Regions from separate parts of the Zea mays genome. Here region 1 is linked to region 2. A link is a contact called in public Hi-C data. All regions are on one chromosome and are shown on one strand. The core of a region is the stretch at or near the end of the contact, and the rest is flanking DNA. Distances in the headings are between cores, read along the strand shown. Region 1 holds the start of LOC100274617. Region 2 holds the start of LOC100381726.

What was found. A called contact is a pair of places that touch in the nucleus more often than the background predicts.
Region 1: a contact with region 2 is called in a Hi-C map of bundle sheath, with 3 times the contacts expected there. The contact joins the promoter of LOC100274617 here to the promoter of LOC100381726 in region 2. A contact is called at or near these places in 2 of 25 Hi-C or Micro-C datasets (bundle sheath and endosperm).

Annotation. Positions count from the first base shown.
Region 1 is chr4:186,179,979-186,186,825 of Zm-B73-REFERENCE-NAM-5.0, reverse strand. It overlaps LOC100274617, which reads left to right and starts at 4,241. Exons shown (of 2, transcript NM_001148961.2): 1 at 4,241-4,719; 2 at 5,366-5,739. The coding sequence starts at 4,418. The coding sequence ends at 5,537.
Region 2 is chr4:185,834,322-185,841,026 of Zm-B73-REFERENCE-NAM-5.0, reverse strand. It overlaps LOC100381726, which reads right to left and starts at 3,670. Exons shown (of 1, transcript NM_001174533.1): 1 at 2,241-3,670. The coding sequence starts at 3,374. The coding sequence ends at 3,057.

The DNA of each region.
Region 1 (6,847 bases), core at 2,992-5,491, 350 kb before region 2:
CAGACGGACAGTGCCTACTGGGCATGCGAAAAATACGCGACTCGGCGATGGCGGTCTGACTCAACGGGAGCGGTCCGATTAAACGAGAGTGCGACATAGCAATCACATGACGCAACCAAGTTCGTACGACACAAATACTGCGTGTTGTTGCTAGAGCGCAGTCAATGCTTAGCCAACGCCAAAATCCGGCCGATTAATAACGCAACCTCATCGGTGCGTCCGAGTACCCACTATACAATTTAATCGCTCGACATGAGTCCAAAAGCTCAACATAATATAAATATTTAGAGCGATACAAGATGTGCAACATAGCTCTCACAAGCATTTTTAATAATTTCTGCTATTATCTACTGCGGGAAATAAAAATAGAAAATAAATACCATAATTAATGCATCAACATAGCACATCAAATGTAAGGAGGCAATTTTCTATACTTAAGCATACAATTTTTACTAATTTTTTTATAACAGAAAATAATTAAATAAAGTACAAATTGTAACATAATGTATGCTTTATTTTATTTGTTATTTGCGACAAAAAGTGCACATGCATGCGTGCAGTATTAGATTTCACTGCACATCTTTCTTTATTCCGTCCTTCACGCACGACCACACATTTCATGAACTTTTTTAATAAAATTCAAGTGCTGCAAGGCTGATACCGTAAGCAATGTGGCCGGCACTGTGACGTGGCCATGGAACCGTGGTTCCCCTCGGCTCGGTCAACGTGACTGGCGCATGTGAAGGCGGTTGGGCGTCATGGCAGATATAACCGTTCTCTCTCCAAGGACCAAGGACAAGGAGCGACCGTATCTCCTAACTCTTTCAACGCTCCATGCGTTTCTCAGCCTTTGCTAGTGGTATCTCCTGACTCTTTCAACGCTCCATGTGTTTCTCAGCCTTTGCTAGTGGATCCGTTTTTAGTGCTGCTCAACGCATGAGCGCATGCAACCCTCTGCACTCCTCCGACGGCGACGTGGCCCCAACGCTGGCACGGCTGCTGGCGCATGGCACGGCTGTAGCGTGGTCCAGGTGCGGGCGCGCCTTCCAACGTGGGCTAGCTGTCGCGGGAGCGGACGCAACACCACGACAGCGATAGCAAATTCGTCGGGCACGGATCATAGTTCATGCACATTAGCAGATAAACATACTGTTCGATTACGTAGAGGAAAAATCGAAGTCTGTCGCGTATGACAGTTCGGCTAGGCCGAGAGACCTGCCGTCTTGACGGAGAGTCGATGCAGATCTGATTTCGCAGCAACATTGAGGTAAAGCGTGTTGATAACGTGTTGAGAACTACATTACCGCGGATCACCAGATCCGCTCCCTTCCCTCCCGTCAGCAGTAGAGGCACGAGAAGTTGTAGAGGACTCATCTCCCTTCCCAGAAGGACGACAGAGGAACACACGAGACACATAATATATGGTTGGGCCTCTGGCCTCTTTTTCTTCTCTATTCCATATGAGGGGGTACATGTTCTATATATAGAGACTTGATCGCCCTTAGGGGCATATTCGGTATTTGCCCACATAACCCTTCATTAGGGTTTCTCAACAATAACGCCCCGGGCCACTCTACAAATATAACGATGTACTACTCGTCTTTTAATTTTTTGCACTTTAGAGATAGTAAGATTTAAAACAATCCAATGGAACTGTGGCAGATAGGGAAAAGGAATCAGACGTTTGGGAACAATAACTCAGCACACAGCGCTTGCCGCTCAGATGTAATGGCAGGGGTAGATTTGGGCAGTGGTGCAGCGCCAGTGCAGGCCGCACGCGTCATTGCTACAGGGACGCTAGAGGCGAACTGGTGGAGGTGGAGGTGGAGGCTGGACTGGCGGTGGCGGATGCCTGAGTCAGAACCCGCCCGGCCACCTCGGAGGTTGCTGCCTTGTGCCCTTGCCGAATTTGTAGAGCCTGAAGGTGTGGAGAGCGATAGAAGACTAAATGGAGGCGGCTGCGCCGCTGGCAACATAGGAAACGCAGCCGCGCAGGTTTGCGAAATAATTGAAAGAGTCTATGTTCTCATGACTTAAGCGACTGAGAGAGACCGCCAGCGTTAGGCTCAATCCGTGCAAGCAGGACGTCTTTTGGGCCACATTTTTAGGCTGAAATGTATTTTGAGCTAGATTTTTTGGTTGAAAAAAGACATATATATAAGAGGATTTTTGTGCTGCGCCCCATGCCACGGCTGAGGTGGCCCTAGGACCATATCCGCCCCTGCCTGCTCCGCCATGTGACGCCTACGAGTAAGGCTGGGATATGGTGCCATAGCATCGTCACTGTAATTCTAATGAGGTTCCTATGTGCTTGAATTATCAGGGAAGCATGCTTAGGTCAATTGCGCTGCACGCGCATCAAAAAAACAGACTTGCCATCGATAAGACTATCTTCATTAGATTATTTATACTTATATCCAAACTTTAGTTTACAAACAGTACAGTTTAAAAGAGTACTGGGGTGAAATCTGCCTAAATTGTTGCACTGGTCTAGTGAGTGGGACATGAGATCAGCTCTGAAGGTCAATATCTCTCTGTCTCTCTCACGGTCACACACTGACACACACTAGCACTTGAATCGCTCTCTCTCTCTCTGTCCTCGTTTTGAACGTCGTGGGAAAGTAGGAAAAGATATCTGAACGAACTATGATCTCCTCCCGTACAGAAAGCTCTGGAGTTGCATTGGGTGCACGGTGACAGCATCAGGTGTGCAGACCCATGGCAGACCGGAAGGGTGCATGCTGAGGTGAAATACCCGGCTTTTCCTTCCATTGCCCTTGGTGCGTCGCAGCGTGCCGGGTGGGTTGGCACTGCAGCCAAGGGTCTCTGAGAGTTCATGCATGCTGCCTTTATTTGTTGCAGGGGCGGACCTACAGGGGGGTCCGGGTGGGCCCTGGCACACCCTAAGCCAGGCCCACCAGGGACCCCACCCGGCCACCTGGTTCGCCTGTTCAGCTGACGCCCGACGTTCCCTCCCGAGCGTTCGGCTAATGGGCTTCCTGTTCCCAGTTCCTGGCGAGTGCACTGTGCGCGGTTGTTCCTCAGTTCCTGGCGGCTGGCGTATGGCCACCAGCATCCTGCTCAGTCGGCTCCAAAGCCTTCACCCCTCCGGTCCTGCAAAGGTTGCAAGTCTGCAACGCATCTTGCTCGGTCTTCAAGACTTCAAGCAACTACATCTTGCAACGGCATCCTGCAAGGCTTGCATGCAACGCCTACTGCCTGCGCTCACTAACGCTCGCGCGGAGGTGCCCTTCCCCGCGTACAGGTGTGCGCAAGTACATCGCGCCTCTCGGCTGATTCACTAGTGACTAAAATATGAAGAAGCAGGAAGATATTGCCTTTTTTTCAATCATGCTGCTAAGAAACATAAGTTTATTGTGTCGACACTAAAAAACAAGAGGAAGAGAGAATAAATGAAGAAATTATTGTGAATCCAATGGTATCTGCACCACCACCGCCAACACTTTATGATGCCAGCCGTCTTCCACATGATCCAAGTGAAGGCAACATATTGCAAACTACCATGCTAATGATCATGATGCAATTCGAAGAGCATATATTATTATTATTAGAGATCCATTTCAACCATTTGCACATAAATTCCCAAATAGGAAAATTGAAGATAGAGATCGTCATTTTAATTTTGTTGTGGCACACCCTATATAAAAATCCTATCTGAGGTGCTGTTTGGTTCAAAAAATGTAACGCAAATGGTAATGGTAATGGTTTCGGCTCGATTACTGGCGGTAACAAATTTGAATAGGCTGGTATCAAATTTTAGTGTGGTATCTGATTACGGTTGGACTAAAACAAACATGATTTAACGTTATCCGTTACCCATTACGTTACAAATATGTGAACCAAACGGCACCTGAATTCTTTCCTACTTCGATTGGATGGTCCCAAACTGTATCATAGCAATCGATAGTCCCCTGTTGTCCTATCCCGTGTCCAATATGTTTATTTATGATAAAAAAAGCAGGCCTTGCAACATACGCAGCGCAGTGATACAAAAGTATTTGCGCAGCTGCTGCCACTGTCAGATGCACATTGCCCACAACTGGCGCCCGACACAGCACAGCACAGGTGTAAACAGCAGAATTTACAGCCGGAAGCCGTAAACCGCGGGTTAAAAGTCACAGACGGCGGACCATTTCGCGCGCCAGATGGAAGCATCCAAGAGATTCTTTCTGGGGCAACAAATCGGTCGGTCCAGACCAGATCCCAGATCCCATGCGTTGCTCTGCTCCGCAGCTCCGCTCCGCCTCCTTTTTATGCGCCGCTCCTCCGCAAAACCCCTCCTCCCCCGCACGGCCGCACCCACCAGTCTCCCTCGCCCCTCCGCCACCACCTCTCCAAATCTCGCCCATCTCGAACCACAGCGCGCGGAGGGCCGCGTACAGGAGAAGAGGGGGGTATGGAGCCCGCCGAGCGAATCGAGTCCGGTACGGCGCTGGGGAAGCGGCCGAGGAGCAGGGCGCTGCCGCGGACGCCCAGCATGGTGACGGTGCCGTCGGCGGCGAAGCAGGGGCGCCAGGAGCGGCGCGCCGCCTCGCTGCCGGCTGCCGGCACTGGGACGGGAGCCGCTGGCGCCATGCCGGTGGGTTACTGTTACTACTACGGCGGCTCATTCGCCGCGGTGGAGACGGCGGCCTTCTTGAAGGCGTGCGGCCGATGCAGCCGCCGCCTCGGGCCCGGCCACGACACCTTCATCTACAGGTTGCTCCAATCCGTCCGTCCGTCTTTTCACGCTGCTTTTACGTGGGACTGCAACTTTTCCACTCTAGAGTTGGGGGGGATTATTGCGATCTCTTCCGGTCTATCGGATTACTGTGCTCCGTGTCCAAGTCCTTCGATTCCTTTTGCGAATTAATTAATTAATTGCCATCCGATCCATTCCATCACCACTCGACACGTTCGTTCTAGCTAGTTCGTGACTTCGTACCGGGGGATTGTGTGAATCTAATTCCCCCCCTGTTTTATTTATTTTACTGGGAGGAATATTTGATACGAATCTTCCTTCCGCCGCCCTGTCAATTCTTCTGTCGCGAATAACTACTAGTTCGATGCATCATGTAGGTGCGCATATTTTACACTAGCGAGTACATCACTCTACTCCAAGTAGACATACTATACTAGGTGACCAATCATATGAGTTGTTGGTTGATTGTGATATGTAAGCATCGCCACCTGGAACCATCCAATCCAACCCATCAGTTCTTTAATCAGCTGTCACAATCCCAAATCTACCGCAGGGTTTTTTTTAAAAAAATCCCCCCTTGGATCATGGAGTAGAAGGTTAAGATTTGTTAAAAAGATGGTGCAAATGACATGATAGTTGGATCCTGTTGTCCGCGTCGTGCAGGGGCGAGGTGGCGTTCTGCAGCCAGGAGTGCCGGGAGAAGCGGATCGAGTACGACGAGCGCATGGAGAAGACCTGCTGCTCACTGACCTCCATCAAGGAGGCCCCGTCCGTGTCCGGCGCCAGCGGCTCCGACCAGTCCGGCAGCGGCGGGGAGACCGTGGCCGCCGCCTAGCCGGGGTGGCCTTGGAGGTGCAGTGCAGCGACGCCGGATGGATCGATCGGCCCGGTAGTTTCTGCCATGCCAGAGCGTCTGTGCATAGTACAGCTCTGGCTCTGGGTTCCGGCAGTGATGAATGCGTCAGTGATTTTATTATCAGGTGATTGATGCATGTAACTCTGGAAACATGGCGTTCTATTCTATGTCGAAACAAAAGAAAAAGAAAAAAAAGGAAAAAGAGAGACCCGGGTTCTGTTTGCGTCGCATCTGCCTGGTTTCGCTCGCATTGTGCTGTCACGCGGACAGGGCTGTGGTTGTGCTGCAGAATTTGACGATCTGCTCCCTTCCCTTCCTTTCCTTTCCCAGATGAGGGGAGCACATTCTACAGAACAGAGAAGAAAAGCGGTGTGGTGTGTTCTGGTGTGGCGCGCAACACAATAGGACAAGTGCGTGGTGTTAATGTTATCGTGCGCGGCGCATGCGCTGCACATTCTAGACTGACGGTGTGGTCTGGTGTGGTCTAGAACCAGGTGAGACGCCCGTGATCTTATCAGTCTCGATGCAATCAATCGGTCGGTCGCCCCACCAGCAGGAGCAGGACAACCAGTCAACCACAGCTGCGCTGCACGGCCGCCGCAACAGGCCATCAGCGGCAGGTCTGCTGACACACACTAGCACACGACGGTGGCCGCCGGACATGACCGAGTAGAACGGCGAACCCAACCTCGATGGCGTTTGGTTCACCTGTAACGTAATCAGATTTCATAGGGTAACAGGATGTTTAGTTAGGTTTGCCCCATATATTAGGTACTCTCCGGTGTACCAGGATGAGAAACAAATATTCTCCTCCTCAAGTGTTCGTAGGGATCTTCCCACTGCCATCACTAGTTTGGAACGCCGCTCTTGTACGCCGGCGGCATGACACACCAGCAACTCATTTGATGTAGCATCTAACTGAGTATGTTGAGTTGTCGACTGTCAGTATCATTATCGTAGCAAGACATTGATCAAGGCATCAAGCGTCTCGAATTCTCCGTTAGATATATTAGTACTAGTTGCATAAGCTGTGCTATGTTTCTTTTTTAAGAAAGTGGAGGACGACGTCCACCTTTCATTGATCAATTGAAATCATTCGACCGGAATGCGAAACAAATTAAGAACAGACAGTTGATAGTTACATGCTCACACCATCTTAGGACAGAGCCCCTCGCGCATTCGGGGGAAACGATGGCGCCGTATGTTTATATCACTAAGTACCATTGCAAGAATTATATGAACATCAGACTCCTCTCCTCTAAAGACATGATTATTCTTATTCTCCTAAA
Region 2 (6,705 bases), core at 2,421-4,920:
GTCGGTACGCGCGATGTGGCCAGCAGAGCCGCCGCCGGCGTACTGTTTTTTTCAAGACGAACAGTAGATCTATATATTTCATACCATGTTTCTTGATTCTGCGAATGGAAACGAAGCCTGTCGCGTAGGACAGTTCGGCAAGGCCAAAGACCTGCCGGCGTGACGAAGAGTTGACGCAGATCTGATCTCGCAGCAACGTCGAGGTAGAGCGTGCTGATAACGTGTTGAGAAATACGTTACCACGGATCACCAGATCCGCTCCCTTCCCTCCCGTCAGCAGTAGAGGCGCAAGAAGATGTAGAGAACTCGTCTCCCTTCCCATAAGCACGACAGAGGAAACACACGAGACACTGGATATAGAGTTGGACCTCTGGCCTCTTTCTGATCTCTCTTCCATATAAGGGGTACAAGTTCTATATATAGAGACGCGATAGCCCTCAGGGCTATATTCGGTATTTGCCCACATAACCCTTAATTAGGGTTTCTCAACAGTTTCTTCCGCTCCCACTTGCGGGCCGCAGCCATCGTCTTCGTGCAGCTGCTGACAAAGCGGTCGAGCGCGTGAGGTGGTCGTGCGTGCGCCTCTGCCCGGTTCCGGCTCCGCTTGCAAAACACGCGAAGTTTTAGGAGGCCCCGGTCTAACAAGCTGCCGTTGTCCATGATGGCGACGGGGACGTGTGTGCTGTCGTGGCCACTGTCGACTTTGCAGCTGTTTTTTTTTTTTTTTACCCTCACGCGTTGAAGTCGAAGGCAGGACAAGAGAAGCGCGGAGAAATTCGCGTCGGAGGGCTGGGAGCGCCGCAGACTGGCCCGCGTCCTGATCTCGGAAGCCGCAGCCCAGCCCACACACATTGGTCATCGACTCGTGGTCCAGTCGTGTTACTCCTGGGCCTGAACCAGAACTCGTGGGCCGACAGGCACGCAAAGCACCTGACGCGCTGGGTCGTTGGGCCTTGAGCAGGACACGAGGACCACGAGGGCCTTGACCTGACGTGGTGCTGCTTTTGGAGTGCAGAGGAGAGCGGAAGGCCTTCCCTGCTCCGGCTGCCGCCAGGACAGGAGGGCTGGATGGAGGTCGACCGAGAGGGGAGAAGCAAAAAAAGAGTTCCCAGGCAGGTAAACAACTCGCGCCACAGCTAAACACTAGGCAGAAGAATCCCAGAGCATCGCGGTGCAGCAGCATTCATGGTGAGCTAGCTACAAGACAGCAATAGATCACGGCTACGATATAGCCCCCCTGGAACTGGAATCAAAACATGCCCAAACTACCAATAATATCATGGATGCTGTACCTACATTTGGAACCAACAACCAAGCCTGCAGGCAGCAGGATGATACACGGACCGCCGGCAACCAACATGCACGCGCGCGCATAGTGGCTCGCACTGTGCTCAGCTAGCTGCAGGCCAGGCCAGCGCTGCGCTGCTAGACTGGACAGGCCGGGGACGGGGTCAGGCTTCTCCAAGAAACGACAGACATGACAAAGTTCGGGGGGCACCAGTACTAGTACTAGTACAGTAGTACTACTGCACTAGCAGACTAGCAGTGCCCAGCCCCCTGCTTGATGCATGTGACCGGCTGACACACGGGGCGGGCGCTTTGCGCTGGCTCTCGCCTGTCTTGCATTGCCTTGCCTTGCCTTGCCGCCGATGGGTTTTCAGATTCCACCAGAATCTAGGTCAAAGCCTAGATTCCCCGACCCCGACCGTGTGGCGATGGGGGAAGCAAGCGTTCAGATTCCACCGCTTGAGGCCCCCCCAGCTTCACCACAAAAGGCAGAGAGAGAGACAGAGGAGAGGGAGTAGACTCCAAGAGCAAGCTAGGAGTATGCATGCGTATACGGACTAGTGGTACTAGCAGTGTGCATATTCTTCTCTCTCACACACACACTTCAGCTCGAAGACACAGCCGCCCGGTCCGTTCTAGCGTCCAGAAGAACCATCGACGACGACCCATCCATGTGGGTGAGGGTGCGAACAGGCACAACTAGGGATGGCAACGGGTTTGAAACCCGCGGGTAGATGGTTTTCAAACCCGCCTCCGCGGGTTTAATATTAAACCCGCACCCGTACCCGTTACCCGCGACGGGTACAATATGCTACCCATACCCGCGACCCGCGGGTGCCACAAACCCGCGGGCACATAATTATACACATATATTTATACATATATCATCTATATATACATATATTTATACACACATATAACTATACATATACAAATATGTATATATATAATATACACACATATAAAATTACATATATACACACATATATATATATACATACATACATATATATATATATATATATATATCCATTGCGGGTACGCGGGTTTGCGGGCACGGGTATAACATTTTCATACCCGCGAGAAAAAAACTCGTCGGATTGAGAATCAAACCCGCACCCGTACCCGCGGGTACAAACTCACACCCAAACCCGCACCCTATAGGGTTTTTACCCGCGGGCACGCGGGTAAAATGTGCCCGTTGCCATCCCACAGCGGAGATCACAGATCATTGGTGGCAAAACGCTGGTGGCCAATGGCAGGCCCGTCTTTTGTATAAAATGACTCGACGGAAAGATGCACGGGAACCTCTTGCTCTTGGGCCACACCACGTGAAGACCGAAAAAGGCGCTGTCCGTCCATCACGGTGTGCGATGCCTGGCCTGCCGGGATTCTACAAAATATAGTATAATAATAATAAGTAGCACCAGACGTAGAACAAAGTTATTCTCCTTTTTTTACATTTATAATAAATAAATATATATATATATATATATATAGCAGCAGCGGCAGGATCTACAAAAAGAAGTCCAGCTGATAATTATTGGCTACTCCGGCTGTGTACTCGCTAGCTCGACGGGTAAACCGTGTGCTGCGCGCTCTTCACTGCACCATGCATCTGATCAACTATAGCTACACTCCACGCAACGCAAGCTAGCCGACTCGACAGCATACGGGTCGGACGCATATATGCCCATGCAATGCATGCACGGCCTGGTTGGCTGGGGAAGCCTTGGCCATTTTCTACTTCGGGTTCTCGGGCAAGGTAGCTAGGCTACTAGGCAGTAGCGCCGCGCCACGCCGTGGGGCCCGGCGATGGGCGTACTTGCGGCCGGTGGGGATTGGCCGCGCGCCAACCGAGGTGGGAGCCCGGAGCTAGCCGCCCCCCGCCCGTCAGGCGTGCACGCCGACAGCGGCGCGGGCGCACCGGCTGAGCAGTGAGCACTGAGCAGGCATTCAGCAGGCGAGAGTACTCTGACGCGTCTTGTCCCGGTCCGAGTCCGGTCCCGTCCCGTCCCATCAGCGCGCGTCCGGCGTCCCTTCACAAGACTCGACGGCGAAACGCGACGTGCGCGCAAGCAGCACATGCCACGCGACGCACCAAAGGCCGGCCGGCCGGCAGGCAGGGTGGTACTGGTACAGCGTCGATCCACCACGCGACCCGGCCCGGCCCCCGGGCACCAGGCGTTGCGGTGGCGGGGGCAGCGGCGAGGCGTAAAGGAGCGCGGCTGACTCGACCGGAGAGGAAAGGGCGTACTCTACAGCAGTGGCGAGGGGCCGGGCCGACGGAACCCACGGCAAGCCGAGCGGAGCGGAGGTGCCTCTCGCTTTTGCCTGGCGTCGATTACTGGGATCCCGTGTCGTTTTTCTCGAACCAGAACGCATGGCTCGTCTTTTTATCGCGCGGTACCCGCGGCCTGATCGCGGTTTGTACTCATCCAAGTGTGCTTTAACCGTCGCATTCTCGAAGAGGACATCAATATCGTTTGGTGTCTCCAACTGCTATTAAGGCTAATCACAGTGAGAATTTCATTTCTCTATTTTCAAAAATGTCATGTCAGTTTTATGGATGAATGAAACATCCTCTCTCAATAGAGAGTTTCATCTCACTGTTTCATATGTCAACATACTTCTTAAATGCTGCATATAAATAATCAATAGGATTTACTCAATTATATGAAGATGAAACAAAACACTCTCAGTGGAGGTTTCACACAGTTTTCAAGACCTTGGAAACGAGTTAACATGGTTTCATCCCCATGAAACTCCATGAAACTCTTCCTTATTAAATGTTATGACATGTCATCAAATAGCTGATGTGGCAGGCTAATTAATACGTGAAACACCTCATAAAATCTCTATTGTGATTAACCTAATGTACTCGGCTCGGTGCCGGTTGATCTAACATATATTAGAATCAGTTGTAGGCTCAGCCAATATTACTGTACATGCTTTATAAAGTCTCTACCTCCTTCAGTTGGTACTACAAGAGCAGGGAGATCCACTTGTTACTTGTTTTTGTTTATATTTTTTTAAATTGTGTGGTTGATTATATTTATACCCAAATAAATCTCTAGAGGTCTTTTTTTTTCAGGTTCCCGCCAATAGACCTTTAGCACCGATTCTTTGTATGAACCAATACTAAATGCCCCTTATAAATTCGGTCTTCCATGTTTTCTTCTCATTCTCAATTTTCTTCTGGTGCCCTACACAGTGGACCCATCGAGCCCTCTCACCGCACCGCCACGGAATGTTTTAAGCACCCTCTAATAAGCTTAATAAATTTTATGTAACTGGCCTTATAAACAGATGGGAAACGTCACGTAGTAAACAAGGCGAAACAACTGCTACATTGGCTGGTAAATAGGCAGAGGACTATGGAGGAAATAAACTACTCATAAAACTTGAGAGTGTTTTGTCTAGAGATGGTAATAAGGACCCGATCTCCGATTCCCTGCGGGGAATTCCTCTATTAGGGGATGGGGATGACAAAGTTTCTTCCCCTATGGGGATTTAAACGGGAAAAAATTCTCTCTCGATAGGTAAACAGGGATGGGGACGAGGAAGCATTCTCTGTCTCCGTTCCCGCGGGGACCCGTTAAACTTACATATGACAATGTTTTCATGTAATAGTTAATGGTAAAAATAAATAATGATCTTGTCAAGAGATCATCCGTTGTTCAAATGTGTTTATTTTAATGTACATATAATGATTTTTACATCTAACAATATGTATAAGTGACGATGTTTTATATTAATAATAAATAGAGTAGATTTAATTATAATTTAAGCGGGGACGAGGATCCCGATGGGGATGGAGAAAAATATCCCCGCAAACATTCGTGGGATCCCTACAGAATAATCTTTTCGTTGCGGAGACAAGGAGCTACAATCCGACAGAGAATTCACCATTGTCATCCCTAATTTGGTCATATATGGAGCCGAGGACTCATGTCCTTCACAAATACTGAATGCGTATGTGCGTGCTATATATTTTTATTTGCGAGACACATTTATCCCCTCTCTATATATCGGCAGTCGTTCAGCGGTCTGTGTCAACACGATCTTCCAATACAAACTAATAAAATCAAGCTACAAGTAAAGTTTTCAAATATCAAACTAGCTGATGCCTGGAGTTCGATGAACAAACATATCGGTTTCAATTTGGTACCTAAAGTCCAATTAAGATCCTGCTCACTAGATCTAGGAATACAAAATGCATTTGTCTTGGCTGTTAAGGAAACGGAGCCAGCAGAACCATGGTCCGTTTTTATTTTTTGGCAAGAAAAGGCGCTTTTAATCTGTTGCTGGTGCAAACTAAAGAAGGGAAAAGGCGAAACAAAAAAAAAGGGAAGGCTGGAGGAGGTGGGTGCAGCAGCAGAAAACGATGGGTACTTGGGCGGGCGACGTGGAAAGCGGCCGCGTTCTTTTACACGGCGATGGTTTTGCCATCCCTTCGCTTTTTTTCCCACCTCCTTTTTTCCCACCGCGCGTTTGCGAGCTCGAGCCGATTGCGACGGGGGTCTGGAGATCTCAGGTTCTCGGTGCCGAGTCCGTGAGCAGATAAAATTTCTTTGGGTCTTTCCATCTCAGATACGCATGGCACGCAACGCAGCAGTGTCTGCGAGTTGAGCAAGGGTTCAGTTTAATGATACCTCTAAGCATCCTTTTGGACGGGCCTGACCTACCTATCCTATCCCCATCTTTCCGACCCATGAACAGGATTACCAATGTCAGTATGCTGTGTGTTGCTGCAAGTACGCACATTATTTATTATTTTAGTTACATGATTAGTACATCTTTTGGTGAGGAGTACCAGACAGATTAGTAATTAACAGCGTAAAAGCTAGAACAGATATTGCCCAATGAAAGCTGCTGAGTGGCCAACTTAGGTGTCAGAGAATTATATGTTAGTTGACCCTTCTTCCTTTTTAAGCTGTTTCCTCTGTACTAGTAGATTAGTACAATATAGTTATTAGACAACACTTGACAGCAAGAAGAATCAGAACAGACGGTTCCTAACATGTGAGTCAGAAGCAGGGTCCTTGACATGTAGGCCTCCGTTGGGCCGAGCTCTAGTTCCTCAAAAACAGTTCGGACTCTAGATTTTTTAAGGGATCGGAGCCATTTTGCTACTTGTTTGATAAAATAGATTCTCTCCGCGTTTCTTTCTAATTATGTATGGGAAAAATATAGGTGGAGCCGATAAAAACCAGGTTTTTAGTGCTCTAGCTCTCAACAAAAAAAGACTCTATTTTTTTTAGGGTTTATCGGCGAGCCGTCGTTTTTCATAATCGTTTGATACAACTTTACGATAAGCTTGAGTTAGAGCCGTCTAAAGAGCCATATCAAAGGCACCCATAATCGTGCGTTTAGGCATATACAAATTTATACCTTGGATGTCGTATATAGGAGTGT